6 separate regions of the Mus musculus genome follow, and all the other regions are linked to region 3. A link is a contact called in public HiCAR-type, HiChIP or PLAC-seq and promoter capture Hi-C data. All regions are on one chromosome and are shown on one strand. The core of a region is the stretch at or near the end of the contact, and the rest is flanking DNA. Distances in the headings are between cores, read along the strand shown.

What was found. Promoter capture Hi-C pulls out the DNA fragments that hold promoters and counts their contacts. HiCAR-type assays count read pairs that join an accessible place to other places. HiChIP or PLAC-seq counts read pairs in DNA pulled down with a chosen protein or histone mark.
Region 1: a contact with region 3 is called in a promoter capture Hi-C map of erythroid cells, with 17 times the contacts expected there. The contact joins the promoter of Zfp871 here to the promoter of Cd320 in region 3. A contact is called at or near these places in 5 of 39 promoter capture datasets (cranial neural crest, embryonic stem cells, erythroid cells and 2 more) and 2 of 115 datasets of contacts at active chromatin or transcription factors (astrocytes and forebrain).
Region 2: a contact with region 3 is called in a HiCAR-type map of kidney, with 5 times the contacts expected there. The contact joins the promoter of D17H6S53E here to the promoter of Cd320 in region 3. A contact is called at or near these places in 2 of 39 promoter capture datasets (liver and neutrophils) and 1 of 115 datasets of contacts at active chromatin or transcription factors (kidney).
Region 4: a HiCAR-type map of astrocytes shows a contact between it and region 3, with 2.4 times the contacts expected there. The contact joins the promoter of Zfp799 here to the promoter of Cd320 in region 3. A contact is called at or near these places in 1 of 39 promoter capture datasets (hippocampal neurons) and 1 of 115 datasets of contacts at active chromatin or transcription factors (astrocytes).
Region 5: a promoter capture Hi-C map of erythroid cells shows a contact between it and region 3, with 7 times the contacts expected there. The contact joins the promoter of Nfkbil1 here to the promoter of Cd320 in region 3. A contact is called at or near these places in 2 of 39 promoter capture datasets (cranial neural crest and erythroid cells).
Region 6: a FOXA1 HiChIP or PLAC-seq map of pancreatic cancer cells shows a contact between it and region 3. The contact joins the promoter of Cfb here to the promoter of Cd320 in region 3. A contact is called at or near these places in 2 of 39 promoter capture datasets (liver and pre-B cells) and 1 of 115 datasets of contacts at active chromatin or transcription factors (pancreatic cancer cells).

What each region holds. Positions count from the first base shown.
Region 1 is chr17:32,785,955-32,790,145 of GRCm38.p6, forward strand. It overlaps Zfp871 (zinc finger protein 871), which reads right to left and starts at 2,333. Exons shown (of 4, transcript NM_172458.3): 1 at 2,184-2,333. The coding sequence starts at 2,186. It overlaps Gm17115 (predicted gene 17115), which reads left to right and starts at 2,440. Exons shown (of 2, transcript NR_168031.1): 1 at 2,440-3,119; 2 at 3,433-4,191.
Region 2 is chr17:35,124,920-35,128,847 of GRCm38.p6, forward strand. D17H6S53E (DNA segment, Chr 17, human D6S53E) reads left to right here and starts at 1,483. Exons shown (of 3, transcript NM_033477.2): 1 at 1,483-1,531; 2 at 1,724-1,866; 3 at 2,003-3,928. The coding sequence starts at 2,196. The coding sequence ends at 3,077. It overlaps Gm20522 (predicted gene 20522), which reads right to left and starts at 1,424. Exons shown (of 3, transcript NR_168268.1): 1 at 1,239-1,424; 2 at 314-396.
Region 3 is chr17:33,840,696-33,844,676 of GRCm38.p6, forward strand. It overlaps Cd320 (CD320 antigen), which reads left to right and starts at 2,396. Exons shown (of 5, transcript NM_019421.3): 1 at 2,396-2,596. The coding sequence starts at 2,476.
Region 4 is chr17:32,828,127-32,832,171 of GRCm38.p6, forward strand. It overlaps Zfp799 (zinc finger protein 799), which reads right to left and starts at 2,135. Exons shown (of 4, transcript NM_177359.5): 1 at 1,963-2,135. The coding sequence starts at 1,965.
Region 5 is chr17:35,233,929-35,237,596 of GRCm38.p6, forward strand. Nfkbil1 (nuclear factor of kappa light polypeptide gene enhancer in B cells inhibitor like 1) reads right to left here and starts at 1,858. Exons shown (of 4, transcript NM_010909.5): 1 at 1,722-1,858; 2 at 1,024-1,303. The coding sequence starts at 1,778. It overlaps Atp6v1g2 (ATPase, H+ transporting, lysosomal V1 subunit G2), which reads left to right and starts at 2,668. Exons shown (of 3, transcript NM_023179.3): 1 at 2,668-2,917; 2 at 3,189-3,289. The coding sequence starts at 2,836.
Region 6 is chr17:34,861,040-34,865,121 of GRCm38.p6, forward strand. Cfb (complement factor B) reads right to left here and starts at 1,475. Exons shown (of 18, transcript NM_008198.2): 1 at 1,013-1,475; 2 at 692-925; 3 at 1-174. The coding sequence starts at 1,073. It overlaps C2 (complement component 2 (within H-2S)), which reads right to left. Exons shown (of 18, transcript NM_013484.2): 10 at 3,690-3,830; 11 at 3,473-3,567; 12 at 3,269-3,386; 13 at 3,006-3,171; 14 at 2,824-2,900; 15 at 2,585-2,676; 16 at 2,306-2,435; 17 at 2,140-2,189; 18 at 1,563-1,992. The coding sequence ends at 1,819.

The DNA.
Region 1 (4,191 bases), core at 1,083-3,582, 1.1 Mb before region 3:
TAGCTAGCAATTCTGACAATCTCTTAGTAAGGTGGTTGTCAGTATCTGTGAGGGGGAAGGCGCTAGACATGTTACTTCCTAAGCGTTTGCTGGATTCTAACATTCTATTCTCTCTGCAGCCACTCACAGTAACAAGATGAGTGGGGTACCACCCCACTGAGTCCATATAAAATAAAATGTGTGTGTATATATATATATATATATATATATAATGTATATATGTGTGTATGTGTGTAATGTATATATATAATGTATATTCCAGGTGGATGCCAGGAGCTGGTGATGGCCTAGACAAAGCAGCCAGCTTATATAAGGAAAAAACTGAGAGTGTATGCCACCTTAATAAACCACTCCAGGCTCTAGGGCCTTCTGGTAACTACTGTGTATACTTGCGTACTCCTGTCTTCCCTAAGAGTTAGGAAGGCCCTGTTCAGGGTAACCATTGGGCACTTTATAACCTAACATTTAGGGTTTTCTAACCCAAGATTGCGCTCACATCCAGTAAGGCCTACCTCTATCAGGGCTCTGCCTTTTAAAATAATGTGTAGGGAACGGAAAAATGACTCAGCAGGTGAAGACATTTGGCTGCAGAAGTATAATGTCCTGAGTTCAATCCTGGGAACCCATGTAAAGGAGAGATTAGTCACTGCATTCTTCTTTCTCTGACCTCTAAACATGCAAGCTGGAGCATGCAGGAAACACACACACACACACACACACACACACACACCACACATATACACAACAACTAAAAAATAAAATATAAAAACAAAAGTCAATGTGTAGAAAGATCTGAAGGCAGCAGCCGTTATGACAGAGCCAGACTCCAGCCGCACGCATGTGTATGGCTACGCCTATCCAGTGAGTTTAGGAAGAGCAGAAGAAGGTAGAAATGCTAAGATTCACTGACTTACAGGCACAGGTCATGGAATTTAAAGACAGCTTCCCCTTGAATCTGTGAGTGACAAGAGTGAGGAAGCCAGGGCAGACCACTCAGTGATACCGTAGGGAATATCTGCTTTCCAACAACGTCAAGCCTAGAATGACTCCATTTTATTAAATAACAACCTGGACTAGTTACTCAAAGCCCCTCCCCCGAAAAAGGAAGGGCAGTACAACTTGTTTACGCAAGCAAAAAAAAAAAAAAAAAAAAAAGGCCCACTATCTCCTAGAAAACTAGGAGGGACAAACTGACAATATCAACAACTAAAAATATACCAAATTGTATTAGAAACACCACACAAAGTATACAACATATAATCCCCTCACCTGGCACTACGAAGGAGCATCCCCAAGCCCAAAGGATGGCAGGCAACTGTCACACTTACCCACAGGGAAGAACTGAGTCAGTCCTTTGGACTCCATCTCCAGTGCGGTTTCTCCTGCCCAGGACATTCAGCCAACTTCAAATTGACTTACTTCAACGTTCGGTGCGCGTATACTTGACATCTCTGTGTCTACACTGCTAGGACATCATCATTGGTCCCCTTTCAGATTCTTCTTTGCACCCGCCTCAGCTCAATGCCTCCTACTTCAGGACAGACTCTAAACTCAACCACTTTGGCTCTTAGTCATTCTGTGATCTGCACATTTTGTATGTTTTTGTGTGAAATGTTCATGTGTGATCTTCCAGTTAACGTTAGCAATTAGATTGTTATATAAAAACGCGTTGATTGCCAATGGCTGGTTAGCAAAATCGGGACTACTGGATTAATTATTAACGAAATACACATGACTTGTGAATTATTAATTATTCGATAAATTCTGGCATTGGAAACACACAAACTTGTCCCCCCTGTTTATGACAACACGCCCAGGACACAAGGTCACCACACCCTGCGGCTTCCCTGCCCCCCAACACACACACACACACACACACACACACACGAATTCCAGGGTCCCGTGTCTCACCGCGACGCTGCCGCCACCGCCCAGGCTGCGGAGCCGCGTCGCTGCGGGTGCCCGGATGCCTAGGGAGGCCATGGCCGCAGCACTGAGCTCTTAGCAAAGGACAGGACCGCAGCTCTGCCTGATGGCCCAGCTCCACCCAGAGGGACCCGGGCAGCGCGGCCCAGCAGAGCAGATGAGATGCAGACTCAGCTGCCCTGGAAGGCCGCGTCCCCACTGCCGCCTCCGCTTCTAGCGGCGCCCTCCCCGCAGCCGGGACGCCTGGCCGCACGTACCATTTCCAATCACCGGGTGTCCTGCTGTTCTCCGGCAGCTCTTGCAGTAAGTGGATGGAACACAGACACTGGGGAAAACAACCTGCGGGTCTCTCTCCACAGAAGACACAAACGCCTAAAATGGCTGGACGGGAAGTGGCATCCTCCGCTTCTGTGCCCGCCCTCTCTCAACATCTGAAAATCTCATTGGACAGTTTATGCAGCCAAGCAACTTTTCTTACTGGCCAGTGAGTCACGTGCACGCCTCCCAATGCTTAAATGACAGAAAAAGCATCCTCTCGAGTGTACTGTGGCGCCAAACCTCTAATCCGAACGTAAGGCTTGATACTTGGGGTCTAAACTGGAGGTGGGATTCCCAAACTCTACTTCTGGCGTTACGTGTGAAGGGGATGAATACTTTATATTTTACATGGATTTAAACATACGTAGAAGTCTATTCTTTAACAAAGCAAAGATGTCGGCTAAATTCTATTTGCGTGAGTGAGAAATGGCATTGAAAAGAATGATGTGAATTATGCCTATTTGGCTGCGCTTCTAATATTCTCTCTCATTTTGTGATCGATGGTTGTCACCAAGGTCTCTGTGGCTGGGGATTTACCCATTCTGCTTACTCTTTTCAAATTCTCTCTTGAACCCACCTCGCCACTATTGCCCTCACAAAGTCACTTCTAGAGCAAAACATTTTGGGAATGGAAGGACACAGAACCATTCTTAAGATTCGAAGCATTCCAAAGATTCTTCAGTAAGTGGAAGTTTGCGCAGGTCGCAGCGGAGCTCCAGGACTCTGAACACATAAACCTGGAATACTCCACAGATGACTTCCAGGGCAGACATTCCTGCAATCAGGAGAACCAGCCTGACTGCGGAGGTAGAACTAAGTTCACAGAGGAATGGTAGAAATCAGAAAGGAAGCCTTGAAGAGAGAAGATTGGAATTGTAAGCCTGCTCTGGGTGCTGAAAGCGTTATAAGAGGCCGGGGGTGGGGGGGTGGGGGTGGGAAGCAGTAGACAGATAATAGATTCCTGCTGTGAAGAAGGTGAAGAAGGTGCAAGCTTGGAACAATGTCAGGGAACCTGCAGACAGGTATTTTAAGTGATATTTTAGAAGACAGGAGCGAAAATAGGAAAGCTAAAAAGACTTGAGGCGCAGCCAGCAAGATGACTAGATGGCATTTACAGATTTTGTTTAAGAATTTATTATTTTTTTAAAAATATGTTTGTGTGTCTGTGTGCATGTCACGCAAGAACAGATGCCCATGGAGGCCAGAAGAGGGCACTGAATCCGCGGAGATGGACTTATAAACTGCAGAACGTGGGTCCTGGTACAGAATTTGGGTACTTTACAAAAACAATATGCACTCTAAACCACGAAGCCAGCGTTCCAGCCCCCAACTCTTCAGACTCCCACCCAGTTCTCTCTTCTTCACATTTATAAAAAATATTTAATATTTACTGACAAATTAGCAGACTGTGTCCTTCTCTGCTTTCCATTTTTACCTCTTTTCTCTCTAGTTCCTTTCCCTATCGTTTCTGTATTATTTTCCCTTTCAGAGATTTCCCCAAGGAACACAGGCTGGCCTGGTTTTCAGGGTCTCTGGTCTCAGCCTGCTGCTAATGGCTGGGACGGCTTTAGGTTATCTGCTTGCAATTCTGTACTTTTAAACAAGCTTCCCTCCTCTGCACCCTCATGTCACTACTGTCCCCTTGTAGTTACTTTTTCCTTGCCTACTGTTTGTCATCAACACGGGAAGAACTGAGTCAGTCCTTGGACTCCATCTCCAGTGTGGTTTCTCCTGCCCAGGACATTCAGCCAACTTCAAATTGACTTACTTCAACGTTCGGTGCGCGTATACTTGACATCTCTGTGTCTACACTGCTAGGACATCATCATTGGTCCCCTTTCAGATTCTTCTTTGCACCCGCCTCAGCTCAATGCCTCCTACTTCAGGACCACCTTTATGTTTCTTTTCCTTTCTACTCGTAACTAATGTTGTTGATACACTTGTTCA
Region 2 (3,928 bases), core at 233-2,732, 1.3 Mb after region 3:
GAGAGTCCCCAGTCCTGCTGGCTGCATTCTACCTGCTCCTTGAATCCCCGCCCCCACACACACATTAGGAATTGCCCCACTTTGTAAAACACCCCTCTGAGTATGTGTCTAGGCCAGTCAAGTCAGTGACAAGTATCACAAACCAAGTGTGCTATGTGTTGGAGAGGGGCGGGCATAGCTTGGTTAGAGCACCTGCCTAACACTGGGAAGACCCTGGGTGGGGCCCCTCTCCAAGACAAGATGCATCCAAAAGATGCTGCTGACATTGGGAGAAAAGCCAAAGATACTTTGCTCTGCTCTGCCTGATACAAACCTTGAACTTGAGGAAGCCAGCTGTGATGAAGTGTAATACCTTGTGGTAGGGAAGTTAAAAGTCCCCAGAGAGGAAGTAGAGTCCTGCAGGATTGGCCAATACAACTAATGTCATCCAACCTGTGTGACATTCTAGCTGTGACCAGAGCTCTGACCTCCCAGATAAAAAGTTCAAGATGAACTTTTTTTCTTTTTGTTTTTTGAGACACAGTCTCTCACTATGTGTAGACCAGGCTGGCATCAAACTCAGCTAAAACTGGTTCTGGAGTGCTACATGGGGCTTAACCTAGGGCTTCATACCTGCTTACTGAGTTAGGATTCCAAGGCTTAAGGCAGTCCTAAGAGATCATTTCACTCCCTGAAAACCAGGCAATATGCTTTTCTACACTTCTCTTACGTACTTGGCACCCCCAATCCCTTGAGATGCTTATACAGAGTGCTAGGAACATGAAAGCTTTCAAATCCCAGTCTGGAAGGCCAAAGGGCGGCTGCTTAAATCACGTGGCTCCTGTTATTTACCTTTCTGGACCAGCATTACAAGATATCTCAGGTGAGAAATGGAGGAATGGCGGGGGTTGTGAGAAAGAACCACAGAGAGGCTGGAATCGTCACACAGGGAAGCAGTGGCAAGAGGATCGACTCAAAGGCAGTCTGGGCAACATATGTCCAAGCCTTTCCTGAGCTATATATATCCTGAGCTATATATATATATATATATATATATATGGATCTAAGCTACATATATAGGGGACCTGTCCTTAAAAACAAAGCTGGGCAGTGGTGCAGCGTGCCTTTAATCAAGGAGACAAGAGGCGGGCAGATCTCTTTTGAGTTCAAGGCCAGTCTGGTCTACCGAGCTAATTCAAGATAGCTAAAGTTACATTGAAAAACAAAACAAAAAAATCCCAAACTAAGGGCTAGAATACCTAACCAGTGTCAGCGGCGGGAAGGTCTGGGAGGTGAGCAGCCGAACCCGGGTTCGTGCTCAGGGTCTGGTCTTAGGTGGTCCTCTCTCTACGCCTGCGCTAGTGAATCGCGGGGGCTTCGGAGGAGGTCGCTCTGTCGAGTCCGCCTCACGGGTTGCGGAGCTCCGCCCCCGCTGGTCCCTCCCGACCCGGTACAGCTGCTTCCGGGCTCGCACGGCTCCCGGAGGCCGCTCCCCGGACGCTGGGCCCCACAGCTACTCGCTGCGCGAGCACCCAGACGCCTGGGTCCCCAGGTAGGCCTGTACTGTGTCTTGCGTCTGCGATCTCCAAGGACATCTCTGTTCTGACCTTGCGGAGGCCGCGTCTCAGCTGCGCCCTCGCGGGACAGTAGGGCCACTTTTTGGAATGATAGCTTCCTAAGTTAAGGGATGCACTTAACTGACTGGAGTTCGCTAGACACTTCCATCCCGTCTTCCTCTCAACAGAGACTTCCTGTTCCTTGAGCTCCCTTGGGCAGCGATTTGAAGGTTCCTCAGTTTCAGGACCGAAGGACCCTGGGCCACCACCTTCTTTCCTTCAATGGAACACCACCTCTCCCCTTTCTGGGGCACCTTGGGATGTGGTCTTGGTGAGTGAAACTTGGGGTGCTGACTGCTGGGAAGGAAATCTGAAAGCACAGAACATTGTGGGGGTGACCCTGGCCTTATCGGGCTCTAGAAGTCTTGTTAGTGTGTGGGGTGGCAAATGGATTTCTTTTCCCTTAGACTGACACGGAAGCAGGCCATTTACCACACTTGGGGCTGTGTGAGTCCTTTCTGAATTCAGAGTAGGACAATATCACCAAGCAGACACCTCTTCTGAACCGGAACTGATTCTGGCTTCGGAGGAGATCCTGAGAATCTTACGCAGAGTCAGGAAGTGGTCACAGATTTGGGAAGCGCATTGCACAGCTCAGTCATGTTCCTTCGACGGCTTGGTGGCTGGCTACCTCGACCTTGGGGTCGAAAGAAATCAACAAAGGCTGATTTGCCTGCCCCAGAACCCAGATGGGTGGACAGCTCCCCGGAGAATTCGGGGAGTGACTGGGACAGTGCTCCAGAGACCATGGGAGATGTGGGGCCCCTTAAGACCAAGGATTCAGGAACACGGAGACCCCCCGGGGCTGCTCCAGAGTCTAGCAGGGACCTCAAAGTGGATCAACTGGGGAGCAAAAGAATGGATTCCCTCAAGCGGGACAAGACTGCCTCTACCATTCAAGAGCCTGCAAGACTGGAGTCTGGAGGGGCCATTCCCAAACTAGACTGGGATCCTGTGGATTCAGGTGGCGTGAAGAACCTTGGAGTGTCCGCTCAAGGGAGACTAGGCACCATTGGGCCAGAAGCCCTGTTGGAGAAACCTGGTCGCCGTCAGAAGCTGCTGCGTTGGTTACGGGGGGAACCAGGGGCTCCTTCACATTACCTGCAGGACCCAGAGGAGTACCTGCAGATCTCTACCAACTTGACCCTGCACCTGCTGGAGCTGCTTGCCACAGCCCTGCTGGCTCTGTGCTCCAGGCCACTCCGAGCCATCTTGGATGCTTTGGGCCTTCGAGGACCTGTGGGCCTCTGGCTTCATGGGCTGCTATGTTTCCTGGCCGCCCTACATGGGCTCCACGCTGTGCTGAGCTTACTTACTGCCCACCCCCTGCATTTTGCCTGCCTCTTTGGCTTGTTGCAGGCCCTGGTGCTGGCTGTCAGCCTCCGGGAACCTGTTGAAGATGAGGAGACCGCTGATTGGGAGAGTGAGGGGCAGGAGAGGGAGGCCAAGGAGCAGAGGGAAGGTCCCGGAAGGATGTTGTGACTGGGAGAGGGTGGGAGCAAAGGGTAAAGATAGTGGGGTGGCCTTTAGGAGGAAGGTGGGGAAACCCAGATTGTAAGCACAGAGACCTCAGGGATGGGGAGGAAACTCAGGCACAGGAGCTCCTGTCACACTTGACAGACAGGGCTGGCTAGGATGGCCAGTAATGGACAATGGGACATCACCATTGAAGTCACCAGCTTTTTTTTTTTTTTTTTTTTTTTTTTTTTTTGGTTTTTTTGAGACAGGGTTTCTCTGTATAGCCCTAGCTGTCCTGGAACTCACTCTGTAGACCAGGCTGGCCTCGAACTCAGAAATCCGCCTGCCTCTGCCTCCCGAGTGCTGGGATTAAAGGCATGTGCCACCATGCCCAGCAAAGTCACCAGCTTTTGTTATTTCTTGCTTTTACATTTACTCACTTTTTTTTTTTTTTAAATTTCCACCTCCACTTTTTAAAAGCAAAATAGAATAAAAGCAACCGTGGAGAACGGACACCACAGGGCCCTTTCCAAGCGCAGGGGTGGATGGGGCCAGAGGCAGGACAGAGATCTCTGCATTAAGAGTTGATGGGGAGACCCGTAGTGTCCCTTGGATCCTAGGACTAGAACCGTTTAGAGGAGAGTGAGGCTTTGAGGGAGAAGGGGCTTCAGGTGCCGCAGTACCTGCAGTGAGGGTCTGCAGGTCGGTGGGAGCCAGAAGAAACAGAGCTGCTGTGGGCTGGATTGGCATGAGGACCAGTACAGAAGAGCTGGCAGCTCTGAAGGGCAGTGGGGGAAGCACCGTGACTGCCTCTCCACTCAGGCATTGCTCACTCAGCAATAAATGTGCCACACTACATCCTAAATACACCAGTC
Region 3 (3,981 bases), core at 1,146-3,645:
ACATAGACCATAAGCTAGCTGGGTGGGACCCCATCCCGAAATAATATTTCTTCCATGCCTGGGCCAAAAACTTGCTCTGTCCCAGGCCAACCCTGAACTCAAATGTCTGCTTTTGTAAGCATAAACAAACAAACAAACAAACTTAGCTGGGTGGGCTATCCTTTGATCACCACTCCCCACGTCTCTTTATCTCCCGAGTATCTTTCTGACAAGTCGGCTCCCAGCACAACTGCTTTTGTTCCTTTAGATTAGTGAAGCTCATATAATTCATATTGCATCCTTATTTTTTGAGAAATTAAATATTTTTGAACTCTTTTTTTAAAGTTCTTTCTCACAGGCCTAAGCTGTTCCTAAGATCCTAATGTTTACCATTTTGCTGAGACATTAGCCACACCTTGGCCTCCTGCACTCTTGCTGTCTCTGATTATCATGGAGTTATTAACTTTAACAGGGAGGACATTCCTTGAAGGAGGAATGTAATATACATAGTTATACAAACAAGCCTTAAGCTCTGCACTCATGGAGGCCTATGCCTGATGGCCGTGTCCCAGGGGCAGGTAGCACCCTACCAAGATCCTGATCCTCAAAAGTAGGATGATCTGGGGGGTGGGTATGGGGGACCTTTGGGATAGCATTGAAAATGTAAACGAGGAAAATACCTAATTTAAAAAAAAAATGGGAATGGGTGGGGGGAGGGGGGGACTTTTGGGATAGCATTGGAAATGTAATTGAGGAAAATACATAATAAAAAAAAAAAAAGAGGAAAAAAAAATGTAGGATGATCCCCACCCTCCCCTGGGCTGTCTTACTTACCTCTGTCTGCATCCCTCTCTGCCTGAATACCATTGCCTTCTCCAGAAATTGGTGAGGCTTACACAGTACACTCCAAAAGTAGTCATAACCTCTAACATTTACGGTGGTAGAGAGGCCATCCATCCACAAGCAGCACCATTTGTGTGAAAGTCTGGACTTCTATGTAGCCTTCTGGTCTACATTCTGGGAAACTTAGCCATTTGAAGGTTAGTGACTTGCCTTCCAGCCTTGTTGGGAGGTAGTGTCATAGATTCTTTTTTTTTTTTTTTTTTTTTTTTTCTTTTTGGTTTTTCGAGACAGGGTTTCTCTGTGTAGCCCTGCTGTCCTGGAACTCACTTTGTAGACCAGGCTGGCCTTGAACTCAGAAATCCACCTGCCTCTGCCTCCCGAGTGCTGGGATTAAAGGCATGCGCCTCCACGCCCGGCCAGTGTCGTGGAATCTTAAGGTAGAGCTATGGAAAACGTAATGTGAAGAATAAAACACTAAGCTGGTACATGACTATATCCCCAATACTTCGGAGGCCAAAGCAAGAGAGAGGATCACTAGTTTCAGGCCAGCTTGGGTTACCTCAGACCAGCAGAAACCACAACATCACTAGCCACATTGGATAAGCTGACTCAATGCATTCAACTGTGGAAGTGGGATGAGAAAACCCAAGGCTGCCAATCTGTATCAATTACAATTAATACAATTGTAGTATCAATCTACCAGGCCCATGTTAGAATAAATGTTTCTCAAGTGTGTGAGAACTAGAAGTTAATGAGGTTGGGATGGGAACCAAGGAGATGGTCAGTCCAGGTTCGAAGCCAGTAACTGTTCACTCATTTGATCATTCCATCATTCCCTCACTATTTTCGCCATTCATCAAAGGAAACCAACATCCTGGTTCGCCTGCAGCTGGCATTCTAGGGGGCAATCAAGACAATAAAGCTAAAATAAGTAAAATCCTTAGGTGGCACAAAGGAGGGACCTGCTGGGGAGTGTTCACAGGGTGTGGCTGCCATATTCATTGGGACCATTGGGCAGTGATATTTGCAGTAGGCTACATGTGAAGTTTAGGTCAAAATTGCTAAGTTCATTTATATCCCTAGAAGGTTTATTTTTATTTTTGGTTTTTTGAGACAGGGTTTCTCTTTGTAGCCCCCGGTGTCCTGGAACTTACTCGGTAGACCAGGCTGGCCTGGAACTCAGAAATCTGCCTGTCTTTGCCTCCCAAGTGCTGGGATTTAAGGCGTACACCACCACTGTTCAGCAGAAGTTTATTATTTCAAGTTAATGTGGTTATTTTCATGGAACTGGGGATTAAACCTAGAGCCTCCTGAATACTACTAGGCAAGTGCTCTACTACTGAACTACTCCCCGAATTCCTGTTTTTTATTCTGAGGTAGGGTCTCCTTTAATAGCCTAGGTTGGCTTTGTTCTTCCTCAGCCTGTAGAATATCTGGGAGTTACAGGCCTAGGTCACCAAACACATTAGGTTTTACTGCTAGGAAGAAGCCAGGAGGAGCCCTAAAATCAAAGTACCCTTGTATTCGGGTACTTACGGTCGCAGGCTTGCTTGCGCCACTCCCCCCTGCCTTTGTGTGCGCGTGCGCGAGAATCAGCGCGTCCTTCTGACTGAGCGGCTGCGGCTGGAGCGGAGCAGTTCGGCTAGCTGTTGGATGGCGCGGGGCGGAGCTGGGCGGGCAGTGGCCCTGGGCCTGGTGCTGCGGCTCCTCTTTGGTCTCAGAACAGGCCTAGAGGCCGCTCCGGCTCCGGCCCATACCCGGGTCCAAGTCTCCGGTGAGTGAACCCCCGTTTCTACACCGCTTTTGATCCCGCCTCCACGCGCTGGCATCGCCTCACTATTGGCTGCGCCGCCCATCGGTCGTTGACACTCCCCCAGCACGCGTGTTTGGCTTTAGCGTGGGTAGAGTGGAGAGAATCGGCCCTCTGTGCGTGCAGAGGGGACCGCCACATGGGTGCCTTCTCCTGTGTTCTGCTCAGCTTCCTCCCTTATTCCTGCGCTGTCCCTAAGTCACCTCCAAGCCGTCCTTCAGCTCAATGTGGGCTGGAAGGCTTTTGTTTCTGATTTTGACCTCTCACCACGCAGGGCTGGTCACCCGGTACCTTCTTGCAGCAGGTATGCCTTCCCGAAACCTTCAGCCCTGAGGCTGCAGTTCTGTGGCTGTTCTTTCAGCACCCAGAGCTTCAGTTTTTCCTTGTATTCCTGCCTCAGAGAATGGAAGGAAGAGCCCTGGAGTGTATTTCCCCTGTGAACCCCAATCTTGGCCAGGAACCTGTCCCGGGCAGGACGAGGAGGCCCGATTGTGACCACTGGCCACTACTGACCATCCACTCTGTATGAGAATAGGTCTTAACTGTTTCAAGGTTTTTTTGGTTTGTTTGTTTTTGTTTCTGTTTTTAGGTTTTTATTATGTTTTGATTTTTTTTTTTTTTTTCCAAACAGGGTCTCACTTTATAGCTCTGGCTGTCTGCAACTTGCTATATAGACTAGGCTGGGCTTGAACTCCTAGAGATCCACCTCCCAAGTACTGGGATTAAAGGCAGGCACTAGTTCCCCTTTTTTTGAGACAGGGACTTACTATATAACACAGGCTGGACTGCTGTTTTCAACTTGTGCCTTAGGCTCCCCAGCACAGGGATTATTAGGTATGGACCATTGTATTTGGCTGTTTATGGATCTGTACCCATAAACTACCCCTCCTCCCACTTTCGGCTGTTTTGTAGCTCCAAGCAGTCTTCTTGTTCCAGCATCCCAGGAGCTGGACTTACTATTGAGCAACATTAAGTCTGGCCTTAGTATTCCTCTTTTACAGATGAGGACATAGACTGGGAGGAGGAATCATGGGTCATCCTGACTCCTGTCTGATTAATTGCCCCCAAGAGGTATAGGGTCTGCTCTGCTCTGGGCCCATTCCAAGAAAATACAGAGTCAGGAAGAGAAGGTCTGAGTTGGCAGGACTGTGAGTTGTTAGGCATGGAGAGGAGGCTATGCTGGGCAGGAAGGGGTGGTGGCCAGGGCTTGTATTCAGTTCTTCAGCTCTCTGGAGCTTCTGAACTGTGTGGTATGCAGGTATAATTGCGTTTGACTACAAGGAGAGGGAGGGAGGGGTCTTGGAGGCTCTGGCTCTGTGTGTGAGGTAGGAAGCTCTAAAGGCTCCCTC
Region 4 (4,045 bases), core at 885-3,384, 1.0 Mb before region 3:
AGCTCCAAACTTTGTCTCTATAACTCCTTTCACGGGTATTTTGTTCCCTATTCTAAGGAGGAACGAAGTATCCACCCATTGGTCTTCCCTCTTCTTGATTTTCTTGTGTTTTGCAAATTGTATCTTGGGTGTTCTATGCTTCATTCACCACTGTTTTTAACTTCCTTCAAGAGAAGCCCTCTGGCCATCTGTAGGGAAGCTTTTCAATCTTCCATGTGGGGCTTTATTCTATTGCAATAGCCCATTCATATCCAGTCATGTCTTACCCCATGAAGATTTTTTCATGTTAAAACGTTTAGAAACAATCCAAGGCAGTAATACTTATGATAAAGACCAATCTGAGCAAGCCATGCACGTGACCAGTAATACTTATGATAAAGACCAATCTGAGCGAGCCATGCACGTGACCAGTAATACTTATGATAAAGACCAATCTGAGCAAGCCATGCACGTGACCAGTAATACTTATGATAAGGACCAATCTGAGCGAGCCATGCACGTGACCAGTAATACGTATGATAAAAACCAATCTGAGCGAGCCATGCACGTGACCAGTAATACGTATGATAAAAACCAATCTGAGCGAGCCATGCACGTGACCAGTAATACTTATGATAAAGACCAATCTGAGCAAGCCATGCACGTGACCAGTAATACTTATGATAAGGACCAATCTGAGCAAGCCATGCACGTGAATTTTCCTTTTCAGTAAGTCCAGCAATGTCAAAAGGGTTTGGAAAGTCAGGCATTTATTGAGAGTTATAAGAATCCTTAGGCTAAGAATACAAGTCATGGAATTTAGAGGAAACTTCCCTTGAGTGAAACCCATAGGCATGTTCTCATAGGACTAGCGGATGTCACTGAAATGTGAGAGAAGACAGGGTGGGGTGGGGCTGTTCTGGGATACTCTGTGCTTTGGGAACTATCAGCTTTCTGGCCTACATGACTGTTTTGTTAAGCAAAAACTCTGCACTGGTTTATTCTGAATATCAATATCAACAAAGAACAAATAAAGGCACAATTTAATAATCTGTCTCAATAATGACGCCTGACAATATACCAAATCATATATACATGCACATAAAACTCACCAGCCTAACCAGATATAACCCCCTGCCTGAGACTATAGAAACTGCAACAAGCTGGTTGACGGGTCATAGGGTCAATTGTCAAAAGCCAGAAAACTTATCACAGGAAAAGCCCCGTCTCTACCCTAGGACTCCAGCTCTAGGACCTCAGCTCACTTCAAACAGGCCTTCTAACAACAGCCTGTGCTCGGAACGTGCATTGGACATTCTACACCCTCACTGATAAGTCTTACCAGTTCTCTGCCTCCAACTTGAGAACCTCCTATATTTTCAGCCTTTCTAACCATTTAGTAACTTGCACTTTGTATACCATTGTGTTAAATGGTCATGTGTTACCTGCCTATTGATAGTAATACTTAAGATAGGGATAAATGCATCGTGGTTGCCAATGGCCAGCTCTCAAGGATAACCAGGTGTACTCATCAAATCCTAGCCGATAAAGGCTGAGAAATGACTGACTGTTAAGTAAATTGGGACACTGAGCAGACATAAATGCAGCCTACTTTTTTTTTTTTTTTTTTTTTTTTTTTTTTTTTTTTGACAACGTGCATAGAACCCGGGCTCACCTCGCGGTTTTCCTACAAATCCCCTTACAAGAGCCCAAACCCACGGTTCCCCACGACTCTCCGCCTACACCTCCCAGACTGCGGAGACGCAGGCTGCAAGCGCCCAGCTGACCTGAGACCCCGCAGCACTGAGCTCTCAGCAAAGGACAGGACCGCAGCTCTGCCTGCTGGTCCAGCTCCATCCAGAGGGACCCGGGCAGCGCGGCCCAGCAGAGCAGATGAGATGCAGACTCAGCTGCCCTGGAAGGCCGCGTCCCCACTGCCGCCTCCGCTTACAGTAGCCTCCTCCCTACAGCCTGCGCACGCACCATTTCCAGTCACCGGGTGTCCAGGTGACCTCCTGCGATTCCCGCTGTCAGTAGGGGGGACAGAGATACCGAGGAGAGAGACCTGGGGGCCGCAGTCAAAGACACAGGACGACAATATGGCGGGGACACACAATGGCACCCCAAATGTTGTGCTTTCTACGTCACCGAAGACCGAAACTCCTCATTGGGCAGTTCACACAGCTACCAAACGTTCTCCTTGATTGGCCAACAATCCGTGAGCCTGCCTCCTGAATCCTGAGTGACAATAGAAACATCTCCTTCCTCCCTGGAAGACTTCACAGTTGACCCTGGTTCCTACTCTGGAGAGCACCTGGCCCCACCAAGGTTTTTTCTCAGATGCACTACTTTTATCGTTCCTTTTTGGTACATTTATTTATAGCTCATGTTTCAATATCACCACACAAGATATTTTGATGATCCCAGAAGGGCAAAAGTCAAAGGGTTGGGGCTAGGGAGATGGCTCCTTTGAAGTTCTTCTGGAGAACTCGGGTTGGCTTTCCAGAACCTCATCGTGGTTCACAATTGTCTGTAACTCTTAATTCCAGGGGATCTGATGCCTGATGCCCTATTTTTGCCTCCAAGGGCACCATGCATGCAATGGGTGCACAAACCATACCTGCAGGAAAAATATACCTGCACACACACACAAAATAATAAAATGAAAAAAATAAAAATAATCAGCCTCCTTCCTCAAAAGCACAGGTCTTCCAAACCCCCTCATGTATCATCTCATCAAACAAGCAAGCGACAACAAATTTCTGCTTTGTGTTGGCCAGCTGCTCCCACATACGGGGCCTCATTTGGAGTGTGGTTGATGTTCCCTGTGTCACTCCATTAAGGAAAAACAATTTTCGCTCTCCTAGCATCTTGATTAGGAGTGGGACTTTGCTACCACTTCCCCTTCCCTGGGCTGGGATTTTTGTCTAACTTTATTGAACTTATGTAGGTCTTGTACATGTAGCCACTGTCTCTCTGAGTTCTTATGTGCACCAACCCTGCTTATCTGGAAAACACTGTTTTCTTGAAGTCACCCATCTCCTCTGGTCTTACAAACATTACACTGCCTCTTCTACAGAGATCTCTACCTTCATTAGATTTTTTTTTCCTTTTTTGATTCTTCAGCTAAGACAGTAAGAAATATGATGTCATACAGACCCTAAGAAAACACAAATGCCAGCCCAGGCTACTATATCCAGCAAAACTCTCAATTACCATAGATGGAGAGAGCAAGATAGTCCATGACAAAAACAAATTTACACAATATCTTTCCAAAAATCCAGACCTAAAAAGGATAATAGAAGGAAAACTCCAACACAAGAAAGGAAAGTACACCCTAGAAAAAGCAAGACAGTAATCTTCTTTCAACAAACCCAAAAGAAGACAGCCACACAAACATAATTCCACCTCAAACAACAAAAATATCAGGAATCAACAATCACTATTTCTTAATATCTCTTAACACCAATGGACTCAATTCCTCAATAAAAAGACATAGACTAACAGACTGGATACATAAACAATCCAGAATTTTGCTGCATACAGGAATTGCACCTCAGTGTCAAAGACAGACACTACCTCAGAGAAAAGGGTTGCAAAACAATTTTCCAAGACAATGGTCCCCAAAACAAGCTGGAGTAGCCATTCTAATATCAAATAAAATTGACTGTCAACCTAAAATTATCATAAAAGATAAGGAAGGACACTTCATACTCATCAAAGGAAAAATCTACCAAGAAGAGCTCTCAATTCTGAACATTTATGCTCCAAATGCAAGGGTACCCACATTCATAAAAGAAACTTCACTAAAGCTCAACACCCCACTCTCAGCAATAGACAGATCATGGAAACAGAAACTAAACAGAGACACAGTGTAACTAACAGAAGTTATGGACCAAATAGATTTAACAGATATCTACAGAATATTTCATCCTAAAACAAAAGGATATACCTTCTTCTCAGCACCTCATGGTATGTTCTCCAAAACTGACCATATAATCCATCACAAAACAGGCCTCAGCAGATACAAGAAGACTGAAATAATCTCATGCACCCTATCAGATCA
Region 5 (3,668 bases), core at 608-3,107, 1.4 Mb after region 3:
GCAGCAGATCTCCGGCATAACACCAAGTAAAAGTTTCAAGTCCTCTGGCCGGCCCAGCTGATCATGTGACAAAGCATGGATACTTTGTAAGGTGTTTGTGGCATTATTACAAGGTTGCCATTGTTTTGATTATGCAAGGAGAGAAGCAAAATTAAGGGGGTGGGGGTGGGGTGAGTGGAGCTGGGATCTGACCTGAGCAGTCAACTGCAAGGTAAAAAACCATCAAAGAAACAAAGTAGTCACTGAGCTGAAAGCTAGGAAATGTAAAGAAAGAGTTGCGAGCTATGCGGCTGGGTGTGGGAGACACATGCCTACAACCTCAGCACTTGGGATGCAGAGGCCAGCCTGAGAGACTCGGTAAGACCCTGACTCAAAAACAAAAACAATCGGGCTGGTGAGATGGCTCAGTGGGTAAGAGCACTGACTGCCCTTCTGAAGGTCCTGAGTTCAAATCCCAGCAACCACATGGTGGCTCACAACCATCTGTCGTGAGATCTGACGCCCACTTCTGGCACGTCTGAAGTCAGCTACAGTGTACTTATTTATAATAATAAATATGGGCAGGAGAGAGTGCGGTTGCCCTAAAATTCAATTCCGAACAACCAGATGAAGACTCACAACTATCCGTACTGCTACAGTGTGTACTCATATACATAAAATAAATAAATCTTCAAACAAACAAACAATCACACCATGCTAGCACACACCCCTTAGTTGATTGGGCGATGTTAGGATAAGCTTTTCTGTTACTAGAGAGATATGGCCACATCCCAACCAGGGATCTTCAACAGTTCCCAAGGACCAAAGAACTAACTTATTTCCCAACTATTTTGTTGTATGATACAGGGTCTCTCTGTAGTCTTGGAGCTCACTGTGTAGGCTACATACTTAGAGAGATTCTCCTGCCTCTGCTTGCCCAGAGTCAAAAGACCTGCGCCACCACACCAGGCCTTTATTTCCCACGCATTCTTTCAGTTCAGATCTGGCCAGCTTCTCAAGACCAGTTCCCACGGACCCACTCACCATCAGGGCCCTGGCGGGCAGCAGCGTGCAGCGCCGTGTCGCCATGGCGGTCCTGGTGGGCAGGGTCAGCGCCGAGACGCAGCAGCAGGCACAGGGCAGGGGCATCGTGGCGGGCGCAGGCCCTGTGGAGAGGCGGGGGCTGCCCAGCGTCCACATCAAGCCCGGGATGTCGCTGGAGGAGAGCCTGGGCTCGCACCAGCCGTCCTGCAGACAAGTACCGCCGGAAGCGTCGCTCTCGGCGGTGCCGGCGGGAAGCGGAGGCCATGGAACAACTCTGGGGCTGAGGAAGAAGTGGGAAATGGCAGCGGTGAGGTCCCAGCTCCGCTCTTCCCCGTTTCTCCCTTTACCTCCTATTTCCTCCCCCTTGCATCTCCAGCAAGAGATAAGGCCTATTCTAAACTCTCATCCCTTAGCAGATGGCAAGTTTGGGGCGGAGGGTGGGGATGGGGTTGGAGTTGGGGGCTGGTGGGGAGGGGGGAATCACAGAGTTAATTTTTGATGTAATTTTTGAGAAAATGATACATAGTTGTTTTAAGGTTCCAGAGCCCAAGAAAAAAGTTAATTCTGAACTTTGGAGGGAAACAACAACAACAACAACAAAAATCAAGTAAGGCCAGATGGGGGCAATTTTCATTAGCCACAAATCTGGAGAAAAGTCACAAATTCAAAGAGCGATCTAGAAATGGAATATAATGTACCCGACAGACAGACGTAGAGGCTTCTTCCTCTGGGGCCTGGGGGGAGGGGTTACTCATCAGACCTGCTCCCCGCCCCCCCAAGGACCCTCAGAGACGGAGGCCGGAGGCCTGGGCTTAAGACGCTCGGAGAAGGGAGGTGGGGAGGGAGGAGGCGCGCCAGGATGCAGGAAATGGCGCAAGCACACGCGCAAGTTTCGGGCGGAAATGAACTGTGTGTTCCATCCCGGAAATCGTACCGAACGCTCGGACTGGGTGACTTGTGATTAGGTCTCCGGAGGGGAAATAAGACAATTTGCGACATAGGGTCCTCCTGCAAGCGGAAGATGAGAGGCGAGCTTTCGAAGGGAGGCAGAGGCAGAGGCAGGCCTGGTCTATAGGGCGAGCTGCAGCGACAGCCAGGACTACAGAGAGAATCCCTGTCTCGAAACACACACACACAATCTCACACACACACACATAATCACACACACACCACACAACCACAATGAGGCCAAGTATATGGGTAGATCAAAAAAGAAAAACACATGGTTAGACACTAACAAGGCAAACGTAGGACAGAGCAGGGAGATGTGTGCAGACGTTCAGATTTGGGGGGAAAGTCTGAAGAGAAGATGGAGGCTGAAAAGAGGGGGTAAGGGCGGAGGGAGGCGTGGAGACACAGTTGGGAGTGTAAGTGAAACCCAGCGTACTGTGTCCAAGCGCATCCTTACCTTCCCACACCATTCTCATCGCCTTTGTGTCTCCTTCGAGACCACCAACCAAGATCTCCTCACACCCAAACACTCTGCCCTCCGCTTCCCCCAGACCCATCTCTGTGGACCCTGGTGACACGGAGAGGCCCTGCACCTGCTGCAGTAGTCAGCACAGGGCTGGTCTCTGCTGCCCTCGGGCGGCCGTTTCGGGTACTACCTCAGTGAGGTTCGAGAGGAGGACCAGTCATCAGTGTGAGGATGACAGACACCCACCCGGTGCAGGAGACTGAGTGAAAACGGGAGCGCTAAGACCCAGTGGGAGTGGAGGACCGCATCAAGGGCCCGGAGGAGTAGGCGCTGGAGGGTGGGAGCCGTCTGGTACCTCGGTCGCCTTCGGAACAGCATCCTCTCTAGTGATAAAAATGGCCAGTCAGACCCAGGGTATCCAGCAGCTCCTCCAGGCTGAGAAGCGGGCAGCGGAGAAGGTGGCCGATGCCAGGAAGAGTGAGCCCCCCTTTCCTCTCTTAGGAATATGGAAGGAGAATTTAGGAATAGGGGATAGCGGGCATTTGAGTCCTTAGGAAAAAAAAGCCCAAGGACAATGAGGACAGATGGGGGACTGAGGCTATTAGGGTAGAAGAAACGGGTGGGTTTTACAGTCTAGCATTTGGTTGGTTGACAGGAAACTGGATAACTTTCTAGAGGGCACTGATCCCACTAACGCACCTGGTTGTGTGTGTGTGTGTGTGTACACTCACTGTCCTTCTGCCTCTAGGGAAGGCCCGGCGACTGAAGCAGGCGAAGGAGGAGGCTCAAATGGAGGTGGAGCAATACCGCAGGGAGCGGGAACAGGAGTTTCAGAGCAAGCAGCAGGCGGTGAGTTGAGGGGGACAGGGATGGCCCCACCCAGGTGCAAATCGGTGGGTGCCTCTTGCCAGGTGTATACAGGTGACTAAGAAATTAGGGTGTCTGAGAGCTGAAGAGGCCCTGACAAGGACCACACATTGGTAAAGCTTTGACGGGATCTGTAAGGTCTGAGGGTTTTAAAGGGTACATGAGACTTGTGGGGCAGCCTTCACAGTCTGTATGGTGGGGACAGTTTTATGGTCAGTCTCAGAAGTAAGGATTGTGCCCACCTGCTTGGTATCTACATGTTTTTGTGGGGTGGGAATAGTTTCGAAAAGGCTTCCCAGGCCTTCCTCTGAACCTTTCCTCCTACATGCTGGGACCCTCCTTTCTCTGTGTCTGCTTTTTT
Region 6 (4,082 bases), core at 225-2,724, 1.0 Mb after region 3:
AAATTGCTGTTTGCCCATCCCACCGGCCATTCTCTTGGCAGGTGCGATTAGCAGAGCCCCGGAGAACGTAACCATCATAGCATTGAAAAGAAATCTGGTCACTCAGGTTGTAGAAGGGGGACCGGGGCCAGAATTCCCCATTTTCAAAGTCCTGCGGTCGTGGGCAGCGTATTGCTTTAGGAAAGACAGGTAAAAGTCACTGAGCGCTGTTTCTAGGTCCTTCCTGGTCTTAGAAATCCTGTGACTGAGAAACAGTACCTGCCTAGTCCCCTCAACCCTACTGTCCCGCCTCTTGTGTTATGGGACTATTTTGTTTGCTCTGAGGCAAGGTCTCATGTAGCCCAGGCTGGCTTCCAACTATGAAGCTGAAGATCGTTAAGCTCCTGCCCCTATGTCCTGAGTGTTAGGGCTGCAGGCACGCACCACACCTGCTTCATGCAGTACTGCTTTGTGCATGGTAGGCAAGCACTCTACCAACTGATCTACATTTCTAGACCCCCTTTCTGGTTTTCTGAGTATTGTTTTCACTGCCCGAGGAAAGCCTCCCATCACACACCTGCAGAGGTGTGCCTGTGCTCAACCAGCCCACGGGTCAGACTGCCAGTCTCATAGCTCTCATCTTACCCAGCACTGAACAGCCTCCACCCCACTCTGCCCAGCTGCCCACTGCCCACATCCCCCAATCTCCAACCTCTGCATTCCGCCTTCTGGACAATCTTTTGGTCTCGGGTCTGCAGGTCGCTCCAGGAGCCTGTGGATCTGCAGGTTCGAGTCTGCACGGGGTATGGGTAGAAGCCAGAGGGACATAGGTACTCCAGGGCCTGACCGCCTTGGAGAAGTTGAAAGGAGCCGCCTTTGATCTCTACTCCCTCCAGAGAGCAGGAGACTTGGGGCCGGGCCTCAAGCACTGGAGTTGCGCTCACACCTGAGGAGAAAGTCTAGTGAAGTCTGGCCCCAGAAGGCCAAAGACAGATGCTGGGGACAAAAAGAGGATGGAATATCCTTTGCTTACCTCCAGAGGAGAAGCCTAAGACCAAGAGGACGAGGCAGAGCTGGGGGCTCTCCATTGTCATGGAAAGCACCAGAGAGTCCAGTGGCCCAAAGCCCTCTCCAGGTCACTCTGGGTGCCTATTTGACCTCCTGTCCAAACTGAAACCCAAATGCTGGATCTGGCTACACCCCTTTCCCACTGTCCCCTAACCTTTTATGCAATCTGCTCTGGCATCTGCAGCCTGGCCAGCCTACCCTGCGCACGCAGCCACTGCTTCCCGGAACATTCATGAAGGAGGGCCCCAGCTGAACTGCCAACTGAGGAAACAGAAACTATGTGAGCCCCACCCTTGACTGACCAAGGGCCAGAACTTCCCTTTCAAAGCTCCCTCTTAGCCCCCAGACCCCTCCTAACAAGCACAGACCACCACCTCCACTACCCCCAATTTAAAAGATCAGTCTTTCCATGGACTGTGTGATGGAGCAAAGTCCATCCACTGTTTGTGCAGCAAGGACTCTGACCTTCCTGGAATCTTCCTGGCCTCCCCACCCCCCAAGACATAAGACAGACAGGATGTGGAAATCATTGATTTTTATTAATTACATAACTGGGAAATTCCGTGTGAAAGCAAAAGGAGCACGGGTCATCCACACTAGAGAGAGACTTGCTTCACAGGTGGCACAGAGGTCCCGGCACAATCCTGGGGATTCCCTAGCTTTTGCCACTGTCTCTGGGCTCCCGGGGCCCAAGATTTATGTATCCAGGAGTGAGAACGCTCAGAGGTATTAGACAGGAAGTTCAGACTAATAAAGGAGTCAGTGACCATGTTAAAGTGGCAGAAAGTCCAGGACACCATCCAGGTGCTGCCTCAGCCAGGGCTGCAGGCGGAAAAGACTAATGTGGAAGTCCCTTGGCAGAACACCACGTGGAGGTTTCTTGCGCAAGTTTTTGTTGGAGGAACCATGACAAGGGTCAAAAAGACCCCAACTCACCAGGCCCACCTGGAGGGAAGAGACAACAGGGTGGAGATAGTGGTGGCCCCACTCTAAGCCTCGACCTCTCTGGTTCCTCTCAAAGGCCTCCCACTTGCCCCCAGCAAGAAGAACTTGTGCCCTGGCAGGGAGGCCCCTCCGGGTCCTGCTTCTCACCTGGAAGAACCTGTATCTCCGTCCAAGGAAAACGGCTCCCCCAGATTCTCCTTCAGGGAAAGAAAAGACAGTATTGTCCAGAACAGTACACTAGCATTTGGAGTGCTTGCTAACCGGTTACAGGGACACCGTAGCCTTCTCCCTGGAAGTCCAGGATCAGACTAACCTTTGCAAGGATTGTCATCTTCCTCCTCCATCCCACTGCATAGGAACTGGTCTGTCACCACCTCGCTAACGTTTGTCAAGCTGGGGAAGATGTTTTTGTTTTGGGAGACAGCCTGGATACACCTTGTCCACTGCGGTGTGGGGCATAGGAGAGAAGAATGAGGACATTCCAGGAGACATTAGGCAGACCTGTAAGGTCCAAGAATCGAGACTCCAGGCAGGGCTGGACATTCTGGGAGCTGCCTCCAGGGTATCCCAGCATCCCTTACTAAGCTCTCACCTCAGGTCCTGTCCTGAGGTTGATGTTGAGTCTGTTCCCATTCAAAGCTACAAAATGTGCAGGAACTTTCTGCTGTGACAGAAGTTCTGTCTCTGCCATTGGGGAGAAGTGGGTGTTGGTACAGATTTCTTTACTCAGCTTGAGGACTGCAGCCCGGTCCCTGCTGGCACTCTGCAAGAACCTGATCCCTGCAAGCTCTGGCTGCAACCCACCAAGAACCTCAAGCCTCCAGCACTCACCATGATCTTTACAGGTACTACCTGGGGATCTCCGCAGAGCCATGTTGGCTCCCACAGTGCAAGGAAGGCAGATGGGTCTGGGGAGAAAGCCAAGTGTCAAACAGGCCCATCCTCAGTATCCCCTCTGGTGCTTTCCAGAGCACCATCCTCTATAGGGTACTCTCCCATCTGGGTTCAGGCACCTGGCATGGGTGGACATTTTCACTTTCCGAGATAGCTTCAGCAAGGCAATGTCATCAGCATAGAACTCTGAGATGCCCTGCTTCCGCTTTGCATGGACATTAAACCCTGGGGCAATTATCACGTCCTCCACAAGAAATTCTTTGCCATGCTGAGAGGTGGGATCACCTGGAAACAAAGGTGAATTAGACTGGACCAAAGGCTGAGGAGAGACAGTGGTGACTCTGGCCTTGCAGTGAGGGATCTACTGCAGCCCCTGACTTACCTACATTGACCCTCCACAGGTGGTGGTCCTCCATCTGAATGTCATGGAAGCAGTGAGCTGCTGTCAGCACCCACTGATCAGAGATGAGTGATCCCTGGCAAGTTTCCTTGCTCTTGGGCTGCAGGGAAGAGACAACAATCCGGGTTTGCTGTGCCTGGCTGTTTTTACCTCTGATGCCTAAGCCCTGTCCCTCCTTCCTGATACCTTAAAGGTGACTTGCCAAGGTGTCCTCTCCTGGTCAGAGGCATTGGCGGACATGTTCCCCACCCCACAGATGGTATCTGTGAGCTTAGAGACATCTATGGGCAAAGGAAGATGGGGAGGGAAGTGGGTAAGGGCCACTGGTCCAGGCTGCCACTGTGAGACCCCATCTGAGTCCCCACTATGCTCTCTTCTGCAGCGGGGGACAAAGCTTACTCACCCAACATGTGCTCAAAGATCTGTTGCAAGGCCTTTGCATCCTGCAAGATGAAGGCATGCCTCTCGCCATCCTTCTTGGAACCCAGCTCATTCAGTTCTTTCCAGTCCACATCCAGCTTGCCCACCCCAATAGCATAGATGTCTGGTGGGAAGGAGGGAAATCACCAGAGCCTGTGACTGAGAGGCCACCTGAGACAGGAAGTGGGTACTTGAACTCACCAGCTGACAAAGGCCTGAGTTAGATGGGCTCCATCTCCTTCACTCCGGCTCGCTTCCTCTCCTACTGCCACTCAGCCCCCCATGCCCCAGCCTCTTAGAAGCTCCTCAAACCAGCATGTACATTCCTTCCTCAGGCCTCTGCTCCAGCTGCACCTCTGGCTGGGGTGCTCTCCCC